Regions from separate parts of the Mus musculus genome. Here all the other regions are linked to region 3. The links are chromatin contacts, called in public Hi-C and HiCAR-type maps. All regions are on one chromosome and are shown on one strand. The core of a region is the stretch at or near the end of the contact, and the rest is flanking DNA. Distances in the headings are between cores, read along the strand shown.

Region 1 (3,866 bases), core at 1,266-3,765, 790 kb after region 3:
AATGTTTCTTGAATCTCACTTTACCTCCAGCTAGAAGAGAGCTGACAGCCTCCAACAATGGCCTTCTTTCTTGCAGCAGGGCCGGTGTTTTGATAGTGTCAGGTTACACCCCTGCCTCCCCCTGGCCCATTTATAAACCTGACACAGGCAACATGATGTCATGTTACTTTTTTCAGCGTCTCAATGAGGGAATTTTTAACCCCCCAGGTCAGGAGGATGATAGTTGGTTTTTGCTGAAATGAACCATGGCATGGTATAATTAATATGTGGGCTCCTAGTTCAAGCCGGTGGGAACGAGGAGTGGGGGTGGGAGTAGGTGGGGTCTTGATCTCTCTAGTGTGGGTGAAGGGTGAGGTGTTTTCCTTCTTGGCTCTTAAGGCTCCCAGCCACCTACTGTTTGCAAATGCAGCCTTGGGAGCTGCCCTGGACTGTGCTGTCTTGCTGAGATCCTAATTTCCAGCCTCAGTGGCTTTAGGAGTTGAACTGAACTGGGAATGAAAGGGGTCCCTGGGGAGGTTACCCTGTGGTGGGTCTGAGGGACCACATTTCTGACCTGGCCTGTGGTCTCCTCCTTCTGCCTCCCCTCTACCTTTCTGTGCTCAGTACCTGTGACTATAAAAGCACTCAGCACAGCTCCATGTCTCTGAGCTTACCATTTGTTTCTTTGGAATCAAAAGGCACAGAGTGTTCTATAAGGAATGTCTGCATGGCATTCCCCAGGAGCACCCCCCTGCCCGCCCACCCACTCCCACCACCTGCTCCGAGGGTGGAAAAGGCGAAAGGTGAAAGGTCATGGCGCTTCCGTCTCTGTCAGGGTCTCCCTTCCAGGAGTGACCTTGGTACCAGGGTCTCCTGAGGAGGTGGGTGAGAGTGGTGGCGAGGAACACTGGCCACAGAGTCTTCATTTTCTAGTCCTGACCCCGATGTTAACTGGCTGATTAACTCTGGCAAGTTATTTGATACTTCTCTGCCTGATGGGTTAGGTATGAGGAACAAGAAAGACTTTACCTTACTGGATTACTGGGCAGATCAAATGTATCTAATAAACACAGTGTGTTTATAGCAGTGCCTGGCATGTAGGAAATACCACATGAGACTTTCCTTAAAGAAACCTTTCGATGTAGATATCCTGGCATACATGTGTATGTAGATATATAGATAATATTTCAAGCATTTTTTTTCTTTCTACCTTAAAGAAATGCAAATTGGTAAAACAAAGCAAAACAAACAACAGGAACCCTGTGCGCTAGTTTCTCAGCATCTAGAAGATGTAGGTGGGGCCCTCATTCAAGCCTTATGCTCCACATTTCAAAGTGTAATGTTTTATAACCATATGTGTAGGCACGCCATCAGGGCCATCTCTTAGACATGTATTTCAAACACCAGGCTGGACTGAATCCAAAACCCAACCACTTTTGAACTTGTCCTTCTTCTGGGAGCAGGTCACACCCTTGGTGGACTCTTAGCCTTTGCACAGTGTCCTTTGCTTCATGTGCATTCCCGTGGCTCGGTGCAGCCTAGTGAGCTTCCACAGCCACCTGCTCAAATGTCAGGATTGCAGTAAAGCTATGCTTAACTCCCTCCAGGATCATCCTGGGATCCCCAGAGCAGGGTCTGTGTGTCTGTGTCCTAAGGTGTGCACACTCTGTTTTTATGATCGCTGTGTAGGCGAGCTCTGACTCTCCCCTGGGGCGGGGGCGGGGGGGGCAGGGACGAGACACAGCTGTCAGCACAGTGCTAGTTACCTAGCTCATGCTATGCATGGGTCTTGTTGTTTGTTTGTTTGTTTAAATAAATAAACTAGTATGCATAATTAGTGGATACAATGCAAATATCTTCCCCGTCTCCATCTCTAGGGAAAGCAGGGAAGAAAATGCGGAACTCAAACCCCACTTTAGGACTTGACCAATTTTGAGTGAAAGGCAGGATTTCCCTAAAGCACACTCCATTTAAGCCTGCCACAAGATAGACCCCTTAAAGCACTTGGAACCAGAGAGGTGATTTTTAGGGGATCTGTCAGGCCTTGGTGTCTTGCTGATAAAGTAGGATCTGACTAGAAGACTCCCATATACTCAAGAGATGGCAGTCTGGTGGGATGACCGATCTGAAGCCAAGCACAGTCCAGCCCATGCCTAGCAGTACCTGGGCATTTGATTCCTAGACTTGAGGTGTTCCCTGTTGAGAAGTGTGGTCCCGTCCCTTCTCTGTGTGTGTCTGTGTGTGTGTGTGTGTGTGTGTGTGTGTGTGTGTGTGTGTGTGCGTGTGTAAATTTGTAAAAGCCCTGTGGGGCTGCTTTTGTTGTTTTATGGACCAGTGGTTCAACCGTTCTCATTTTACAGTGCATTACATGTCCTAACCAAGGACACACCTCCTTTTATGGCAGAGGCTCAAGGAGTCTAAAATGAGGACACTGATGGCAGCTCTTCCCTAACTGGCTGTGATTCCTTCTGTGCTCAGGGTTCACGGGCCGCAGCAGGTCAGCCCACAGATACCTCCCTTTGCTTGCTACGTGGTCCTGTTGTCCTGTCCATCCCCCAATCTCTCTTTCTCACTCCTTCCCCCTGTGCTCACCCCCGCCCCCACCCCATTCCCTCACTTCTGTTGACATGTGACTTGTAGCATTGGCTGACTTCCTGCCTGCATCTTGATGTCTGCCAACTGGCCGATGATGGGTCTGCGATCCCGCTTCCCTCTGCCTGTTTTCACCCTCTGAACTGTGGAGGCAGCTCATAAAACATGGGCTCCACACATTTTACAGCATTCGGCTGGGCTTCTCACAGCACACATGGTAATGACAAGCAGGTTTCCAGGGGGCAGAGCCAACTGGAGGCTCAGGCTTCCTTTGCATGACATGTCAGGTGGACTGTGAGCATCTCCCGAGATGTCTCAACCGTTTTCACTTCTCAGGAGGTCAAAGGACATGTGTGGACACGGTTCTTTCCAACCGGTGGCCCCTTTCTGACTATAATACAAATGCGTGGAGTTTGATCCTCTTACCTTGGTCTTGTTGAATGCAGTATTATATACACACACAACCACGAGGAATTTTTAAAACAGTGTGTGTGCTATCTTTGCCCCTCATTCAGTTTTCTTCATGCAAGTAAATATAAGAACATTAAAGCCATGACTATTTTTTTTCAGGATCAATATTTCCTTTGTTCAGGTAAGGAATTCTACTCCGGAGTAAGATTCCTGACCTTATATGGCACTGGTCCCCAACAGATGCCAAATGCTCAGGTCCCTACATTCTAAATGTTAGGTACCAAATTGACCTTTCTGTAATCGATTTGTTTAATCCAGTGTTATTAAGAGCCAGCTGTTCCAGCATTGATTGGATTGATGCGATGGCCCTGGGAAGCAGTCACTAGACATGGCCAAAGTCACTAAAGTGTGTGTGTGTGTGTGTGTGTGTGTTCTGGGCAAGGACTCAGTTAGTAGCAGCATTGGATTATGCACATCACCAATAAGTCAGACCAAAGAGACAATTACAGGTGGCCTGTCACCAGAGGAGGGGGTGAAGTAGGAGAGGGAGGGAGAGAGGGCATGTCTAGCACTGTTGGCTTTGGAATTTGGCTACCTTTGGCCCCACATGCCTAAAAGAGTCTTGGAGCTTAAGAGCCAGGCATCTGGAAAGGCAAAGGATATGGGTATTGGTTACTAAGATGCCTTCTAGGTGGTCACCATGGCAATCTCCAAAGATGAGAGCCCAGGGGGGAAGGATGAAAAAGAGAATTTTTGACTCTTTCCATTCAGGCCTTAGAGCTGCTGCTGAGAGTTTCCTAGTAGCCTTTAAATGGCTGCCCTACAAATTTGGGCTGCTACCATGTATGAACAGGTCGGGCAGCAGCAATGCCAAGGCCAGAAGT
Region 2 (3,859 bases), core at 982-3,481, 810 kb after region 3:
ACTTACAAAGCAACTTAGATGGTATCTGATCCATGTTCAACTTCATAATGGATTTGCTTTTATGATTTATTTTCTTTACCCTTAGCAGTGACTTGGAGGTGCCCTAAATGGTATGTTACTTAATTCCCCATTGCACTAAGGATGGGACTTCTTGGGACTGTTCGGGGAGACATTACCCATTTCTTTATAGTGTGGCCTTAGGCGGATGTTTTTCTTCTTCCTTGGAAACTCGTTCTCTATCATGTGAGCACTCCATTGGTCCCAGTCTTGTCTTCTGCAGTGTGCACAGAATAAATTGTTTCTTTTCTTATTTGGGGGCAGCTCCTAGGCTGCTCACCGAGTGTCTCTCCTCTTCGGTTCCTGATCTGGAGCTGGGACTTTCTGGGGTGATAGGGACTTTTTGGGGCTCACTCACTCTCACAGATGGAGCCTGTGCTAGTGGCTTTCTGCAGAATCCCTCCCAGTCCATGGCAGTTGAGCTGCCCAAGACAATAGGATGGCTATAGTAATGAGATCCACAGGGCAAAGCTATGGAAAGCCAAATCCACACTTCGATAGATAAGCATTTCCCAAGGCTCTATGGAAACAGTGCATCCTGAGTTTGAGTTGGAACTGTCAGGACCGGCCTTACAGGGCAGCCTTGAAAGTCTGTTGCCTCTCTCTGCTCTCTCAGAATTCTGGTCAAGTTCCATTTCTGGAATTGTCCACATCCACTGACTTAATGCATGGGAGGACCAGAAACTCCCAAGAGAAGAAATATCAGCTCTCTGTCTATACACTCACACCACCCCGTGATGCAAGGTTTTTTGTTTGCTTGTTGGTTTTTTTTGTTTTGTTGTGTTGTGTGTGTTGTGTGTGTGTGTGTGTGTAACACACCTATGGGAAGCTAGTTATCCCCATTCTATCACTGACATTGAGGGACAGTTCTGTGGAGAGAAGATCTCTCATTTATTTCCTAGCCTGCCAGGGCTTGAAAGACCCAAGCTTGGGGCTAGGGCATGCTGCTGGCAACATCTCTCGCTTGGCGCCCTGTCCAATGAAGCACAGGCATGGGTTTCTTCATGGATCTGTCTGCTGGTCCCACTGCCCGCTGACAGCATCCTAAGTGACCAGAGGCCTTGCTGTAGGTCTGTAGAGACAGCAGTCGTGGGCTGGCACAAACTCACAAGCTGTGTCGGCTCCTCTTCTTTCCTTCCCCTACACTGAGGCAAGAGATGCAGCTTAGAGAAGGGTGAAGTGTGTATGGGGGAGGGGGGTTATTGTGAAGGTGGGGGTGGAGAGAAACGGAGGAACAACTGTAAAAAATGTTAATTTATTAATCACTGAATATATAGCAGTTCATCTGCAATGCTGTTGCCATGCCAACACCCTGGGAGTTTACTTTCTTAATCCAAGAGAGGAGCTCTCAGTCCCCTGCTCCCCTGCTGTGCCATTTGAATTTGCTGCTGCCACCGCTGCCACCGTAGTATCTGTTTTAGAAAACGGGGGGTGGGGTTGGGGGGGAGGGGAGGGGGATTAAGGCTCAACCACCAAAGCAGTCAGATGCAAAGCAGCGAGAGGCCTTTCTCAGCGCGACTTAGTAAAAATGACACAAATTAATATACTCTACTTAAACCAGACCAAGATTAATGGTTCTCTTTCAGTGCAGCTTAGCCCAACTGTCACTCGACAGGCGTTTGTCGGACAAAATCAACACTAATCAACATTTATTCGTCTCTTGCCCTTGGGTCTGAGGAGCGCAAGCGGGCTGCGCCATTCTCCCGCTCATCTCGCCACGCTTTTCACCCTCCATCCAGCTCCGCCATATATCACCCTTCCTCCGGGTGCCTCTGCTCGTCCGGATCCACAGACTCAGCTATCAGGGTACATTAGAGGCATGATAGATTTTCTGTTTTAATTTACATCTATTATATTACAACATAACAGAATTTTGATTCAGTAGAGACCTGTGTCTCCTATAGCCAGACTCCTTGGGAGGCTTTTTGCATTAACTTATTAAGGCTTGTTATGGTACAGCTTCAAATAGAGAGTCAGTGTTTCTCTCTCTCTCTCTCTCTCTCTCTCTCTCTCTCTCTCTCTCTCTCTCTCTCTCTCTCTCTCTCTCTCTCTCTCTCTGCCTGCCATGCTTAGTAAAGATGTCTTGGTGCGCCTTATTCACAAACACAGCTCATTTTCTGTACACTTGGCTTCCTGTACAGATCACATGAGGCTGGCGGAGTTTCCTCCCTTACTTTCTGATTGGACTTTGATCAGCCAACAATGGCAGCCGCGAGGGAGCTCCCCCTTCCCAGCCTGGCCTAGGGAAATGGCCTCCACAAACCAGCAGCTACCCCCTCCACCCAGAGCTGGTCTCCAGCATCTTCTTTTCCTCTTCCTTTCCTCTTTGATCTCAATTACAGTTAGCTTTTATTTGTGTTGAAACACGTGTGTATGTCCACGTGTGTATGTGTGTATTGTGTGTGTGTTCGCGCGCGCGCACGCGCTCGAGCGCCTGTGTGGTGATGGTAGGGGGGAGGGGTGCAGAGAGGAGGGAGAGAGGGAAGTGGCTGGGTTAGCCACAGATGATCCTGTTGAAAGGATGACTGAGAGGTGTGCCTGGACAGGGCTGCTTGCTTTCTCTGTGGCCTCCCTAAATGAAGCTTCTTCCAGCTTGGAGTAAGGTGTCTGTGTGTGCCTAGCTAGCGCAAAGTGTGTATGCTGCTCCACCTCGGTAGTGTTTATCTTGCTTACAAAGTTGGATTTTTAAATTCATTTTAAACAATGCGTTCGTTAATGTAAGATGTGTGTAGCAATGAGTTTGGTGTTGATCCTCCCTGCTTTCATCCATTTCCCCACGATTGGGGATTGTGGCTTTGAGCACACATTTTATTTTTTGACATAGTATTCTTTGAAGTGTTTGGTAGAATTGCTTTCTGGCTTTTGACTGTCAGTGGAGACTCATTACACTTCAGCTATCTGGTCACCTGGGGCCACTCCGCACACCTGTGGGGGACAAAAACCCTCCTCTCGGCTTGTACCTTTTAACCTTATAACCTATTTCCTGCGGACACTGTGACTTTGTCAGCCACTCAGGGTGACCGAGCCTTCCTCTGAGTTCTGAATTTCTTCCACTAAGCTGTTGCTTCTAAAGAGCAGTGAGATTATCTTGTGGCCAAAAGACAGAGAAGCCTGGGGGCTGAGTTGGGGGATGTGTGGTCTGTGCGTGTTTGCATGTGGTTGCTGAAGTGTAGGGTGTGTTAGGAGGATGGCTAAGGCCTTCCATTTTGGTTTCTTATTACATAGCAATAAAGTAAATGACGCTTAGTATAACTCTGCACTTAGAGAGCTGTAGCTCAATTTAAGAAACAAAACCCCACCACCAGGAGTTGCTTCGTATCTTGAGCTTGGGAAACTGACCTTGTTAATTTTAATGAGGGGAAAAATTCTCCAGCTGGGGCTGAGGAGAAAAAAACGAAATACCAATGAGGTTATCACGTTGGGTGATCTCACTGAATTCAGCGTGTAATCAGAATGGTGCTTAGAGAATTTTCTAGAGTTTACAAGAAACTGCAGATGCCCTCCCTAGTATTGAAGGCTGTTTTTTCCCAGGAGGCCGAGCCGAGCCGTATATGGTTTCTTCCTTGTGGAGCTATTTGAGAAACTAACATTAAAAAGTTGGGTGCAAATAAAACTGAGATTAAAAATGCATCAGTGTGTTGCTTTTGTGGCTCTGGCAGGAAGGCAGTGAGGTTGATAGCAGCTACAGTCAGTTAGAAGCAAAGGCCTCCCTAGTTCAAGTGCTTGCAGATGCCGGGTGGGACCCAGGCATCTGGCTCTTTATCCCCCAAGCCAGGTGAGTTGAGGGAGTCCTGTTATGCAG
Region 3 (4,042 bases), core at 60-2,559:
GAAACAAATCTGTAATTATGTGTCGGTGTAGATGAAAAGTTACTTTCAGGAAATCCTTGAGAGATGGTTTGTGCTTCACAGATTGCTATAGTTCTCCCCTATCCTCTGTTGATAAATAACAAATCTAGCATCCCTGTAAGCCATCGATGGTACATTATTTCACCTTCATGCACTACCATGCAAGATGAGACTCAAACATCATTTGAGACTACAGATATGTTGGACAGAAGATGACCAACATTCTTTGTGGTCTAGTACCTCCATGCTAAACTCTGAGTAGTCCAAATGGACACAGATCTCCCGGTCCTCAAATCTGAACAGTCTAGACACAGGAGGACGAGCTAGTATATTAGTGAGCTTTCTATCACTATAATAAAATACCTGTGAAGTAACTTACAGAATAAAGCGTTACTTTTCTCGTAGTTCTGGGGGTTCAGCCAATGACCAATTGGGCCTGTAATTTTGGGCCAGCATACAATGCTGGGAGAGGATGGCAGAACACAGAAGCTACAGAACAAAAACGTTAAGAAGAGGATGCCAGAAACATAAAATCCTCCTTAAGAACATGAGCACAGTGGTGAGTAGACCTCCATTGGACCCTGTCTCTTACTGATGAGGAAGTAGTGAACAGCCAAGCTGTCACAGGGTTTCTTTTATTTGGAGGGAAGGGTAAGTTGGGTGAGGATGCAAAGGACACATTGGCTGGGAGAAAAAAAAAACTTTAATGACAGTAGTATCACTGTTCACGTGAGCATCATTTGTTGTCCCTACTTTGGAACAAGAGGTTCAATGATTTATTTTAGAATTGAGCCTTCTGAATTAACAAGCAGTGTAAACAACTAGCCTGACCATTGCTCCCGGCAGCCTTCATGTGAACTCACCTTGGTTCATATTGCCCTTGGGGCTACAGTAGATCTCTCTTCTAGAAGATGTGTATGGAGTTAGCATACAGATCATCTCTCCGAAGAATCACCTTCTTATGGGAAACCCCACAGGATTTGGACTCAGGCTGGGAACTCTGCTGCCACTAGTACATTTTTGGCTACTATTCAATGCATTGATTCTGTCACAGCCTGCTGCTTCTTGCTTCAGCAAATCTCAGAGATGGGAGTGGTTTGGCATCTCTTGGAGTGACATATTTGTGTGGAAAATAAAAGGTGACTTAGAGTTTTATAGCCATTTATTATTTTTATTAGTGGATGAGGAATACAAAACCACTTAGGTTTGGAGAGAGGCTTTCGACACTTTCCCAGACAGAGGCTTGCAAAACAAGGTCTTTGGATTCTTACATCACATTCCTTTGAAAGGTTATGTAACTGATACTTGGCTGATTTATTTAGCTTGGACTCATTTAATGGTGACTTTAGTAAGACACCATAACTGCTTGAAAAGCAAATTGAGATTTCAACTAAGCGCTGAAAAGGTCTCTTGGCTCTAAAAGCAGGAAGTAACATATCAGCCCAACCAGTCCTATAGCTCTGAAAATTTGTTTTTCATAAAAAAGAATGGATCAGGGAAGAGACAGGGAAAGAGCAACCCTATGAGTAGATGCTAAACTTGAAAACTCTATTTCTTGAGACAAACTTGGAGGTGTGCGGGAGGAGTCATTGATACTTTTTCACTGACCTTGACTGAACCCAGACCGCTGAAAATATCCTCTCAATGGATAAACAGCTTCAAGAGTCTGGCCCTCTTGTATTTTTCAGTGGTTCCCCAGCAGATTCTAAAGGAGTGGACTCAGACCTGGGCAAACACAATGGTGTAGTGGCTCAGAGGTGATCTCTGGCACCCTGAACTCTGACCTGAGTTAGGCCACTAAACAGACATGCCCACTCTGGACAAGGAGATAAGTGTTTCACTTGATGCTGTTGCTTTTGTTTATAGATCAGTATTGGGATTTGGAGTGTAAGAACTAATGTGCACAAAGCATCCGTGTATCACGTATCAAGCAGCCTGTGGGTGTCTAACTGTTCGAACCTGCAACATTTCAACTTTACTGTCACAAATGACCTGCGTGAGGTCATCTTGTGAGAACTAGACAGCCTGACTAGTAGATCCTTCTTTGTTTGCTACTGTCACTGTCACTACTGCACCAATGTCTGTTAGGATTCATTTGTTTTATGTCTCAGGTACCACAGTCTCTAATGTGCATGATTGAGTCACACCAATGTTTACGAGATGGAAAATTTAAAAATAAAATGGTGAGAGGGAACAGCTAGCATATTCAAGAAAAAAATACTTAGTCCTGAGCAGATCATCTGTACTACCCTCTCCAGAGATCATGAAACATGGTAGAAGAAAAGGCAGAAGGAATGTAAGAGTTGACGGGCAGGGTATCATGATATGGAAATATGTCTTCCAAGAATGGCATGTGTCCTTTACTCTCACACATTTGAAGCAGCTAAGATGATATTCACAAGCCTATAAATGTTCCATCATGCAGGAGGGAGGGGCTTATGAGGACAGTTAATAGTCACTGGGGGAAGGAGACACATATTCTTCAGTGGTATAGTCATTGGTAAATTGGCCATGTTTGGAACCAAAACCCTGACCCATGCCTCTGTAAGAAATCCTAATAAAACTCATTTTGTCATAACTAACTAATCAAATAAATAAATAAATAAATAAATAAATAAATAAATAAATAAATAAATCTAATTAAAAAGGGGTCAATAGAAGTAGAGAGGAACAAGAGAAGGTTAGTGGGGGTGGATATGATCAAAATTAACATACAAATTTCTGAAAATGTCATTATGAAGCCCATGATTTGATGAATATTGTGTTCTAATAAAATGATTAAACTTCTACGACAAAGCAAGGATGAAAATATGCAGTCACCACTGTCCTTTATTCAAAATCTGGTCACAAAGTCATAATTTTTCAATTTCCTTCTACTAAGTACCATTTTGCCTTTTCCGTAACCCTGGATCTAGGACATCCTCCATGGGTCCCCCTTCTACACATCTTTTAAGCAGACACTTAACAGAATCTGTGTCAAGAATGTCTTCAAGTGGCTCCATAGCATACAGCCTTAAAAGAAAAAAGCAGCATTTCCTTACCACAGAGTACAAGTTAGGGTTCGATACTGCCTTGTATAGTGGGTAAGGACCAGACTGGCTTATAAAGGACTGATCCTACCTTGGCTCAGTGTCTCCTCTGTGCCAGAGCCCATGTCTGCTTGCCCACCACCTGGCCTCTTTCCATCCCACGTGGGTGCCTATGCTTCAAGGATCAGTGCAAATACTAGCAGCCTATTCATCACTGCTATGGAGGAATAGCAGAGGCTTTGCTTGACCCACAGATTTCACGTGTTTCGCCAGCATTCATAAAACTGTGCCAGACAAACTTGGAGTAAAGTATCTGCATTTCCTCAACTTTTCCTTTTTATATTTTTATTTTAATTATGGTGATATTCAATAGATTTATGGGACACAGACTGCTCAAATTTGGGTTAACGGTTATATTGTCTTAAATATTAGAGAAATAATTAACATGCAATAATTTTCTATCTCTGGTAGCTATGACATTTCGATATATGTATGTGGTACATATGGATCAAATCAGTGCAATTACTGTTTCTCTCATCTGATCATTACATTATGTTTGGAGCCTTTGAGCTTTTTCTCTCTAGATACTCATGAAATGTATAATATGTTTTTGTGAACTATGGTCACCTCACTGCTCTTTAGAAGACAAGAATTTATTACTTTTATCTTAATGGTGTTTGGTTACCCGTTGTCTAACCTCCCACAACTCCCCATTCTTCTATGCTTCTATTAATCACTTGTATATGCTGAGCCATGCTTCATCCACACAAAATTTGCCTGCACTTGACTTGTCTCTCTTAACACAGTCTCACTCAGATACATCCATGTTTGCTCTAATTGATAGGGTGTCATTCTTAAATAATACTCCATTGTGCAAATGCCACACACTCTCCTTATGCTTTTATTCTTTTTTGGAGATATGCCGTCTGGAACTTACAGTCCATATCATCACATTGAGAATAATGAAGCAATCAACACAAACTGTTTTCCTTTGA

Evidence for each region. Hi-C and Micro-C count contacts between places; a contact is called where the count stands out from the background. HiCAR-type assays count read pairs that join an accessible place to other places.
Region 1: a contact with region 3 is called in a HiCAR-type map of fibro-adipogenic progenitors, with 6 times the contacts expected there. The contact joins two enhancer-like sites. A contact is called at or near these places in 2 of 484 Hi-C or Micro-C datasets (liver and uterus) and 4 of 115 datasets of contacts at active chromatin or transcription factors (embryonic stem cells, fibro-adipogenic progenitors and kidney).
Region 2: a Hi-C map of liver shows a contact between it and region 3, with 2.6 times the contacts expected there. The contact joins two enhancer-like sites. A contact is called at or near these places in 1 of 484 Hi-C or Micro-C datasets (liver) and 3 of 9 other capture datasets (embryonic stem cells, embryonic tail and embryonic trunk).

Annotation. Positions count from the first base shown.
Region 1 is chr1:168,379,215-168,383,080 of GRCm38.p6, reverse strand. The region is part of intron 2 of Pbx1 (pre B cell leukemia homeobox 1); the gene reads left to right. It overlaps Gm51671 (a long non-coding RNA gene), which reads right to left. Exons shown (of 2, transcript XR_003948152.1): 2 at 1-3,866. Among named protein-coding and RNA genes, the nearest start is that of Gm51671, 35 kb to the right of the region's middle. Within about 2 kb of position 2,515, at least 36 of the 459 cell types and tissues checked have an H3K27ac peak or open chromatin away from gene starts, as enhancers often do. A contact at or near this core is called in fibro-adipogenic progenitors, where this site is marked.
Region 2 is chr1:168,355,748-168,359,606 of GRCm38.p6, reverse strand. All of the region lies in intron 2 of Pbx1 (pre B cell leukemia homeobox 1), which reads left to right. It overlaps Gm51671 (a long non-coding RNA gene), which reads right to left. Exons shown (of 2, transcript XR_003948152.1): 1 at 1-3,859. Among named protein-coding and RNA genes, the nearest start is that of Gm51671, 12 kb to the right of the region's middle. Within about 2 kb of position 2,231, at least 82 of the 459 cell types and tissues checked have an H3K27ac peak or open chromatin away from gene starts, as enhancers often do. A contact at or near this core is called in liver, where this site is marked.
Region 3 is chr1:169,163,423-169,167,464 of GRCm38.p6, reverse strand. All of the region lies in intron 1 of Gm39697 (a long non-coding RNA gene), which reads left to right. Among named protein-coding and RNA genes, the nearest start is that of Gm39697, 7.4 kb to the left of the region's middle. Within about 2 kb of position 1,309, at least 21 of the 459 cell types and tissues checked have an H3K27ac peak or open chromatin away from gene starts, as enhancers often do. A contact at or near this core is called in fibro-adipogenic progenitors and liver, where this site is marked.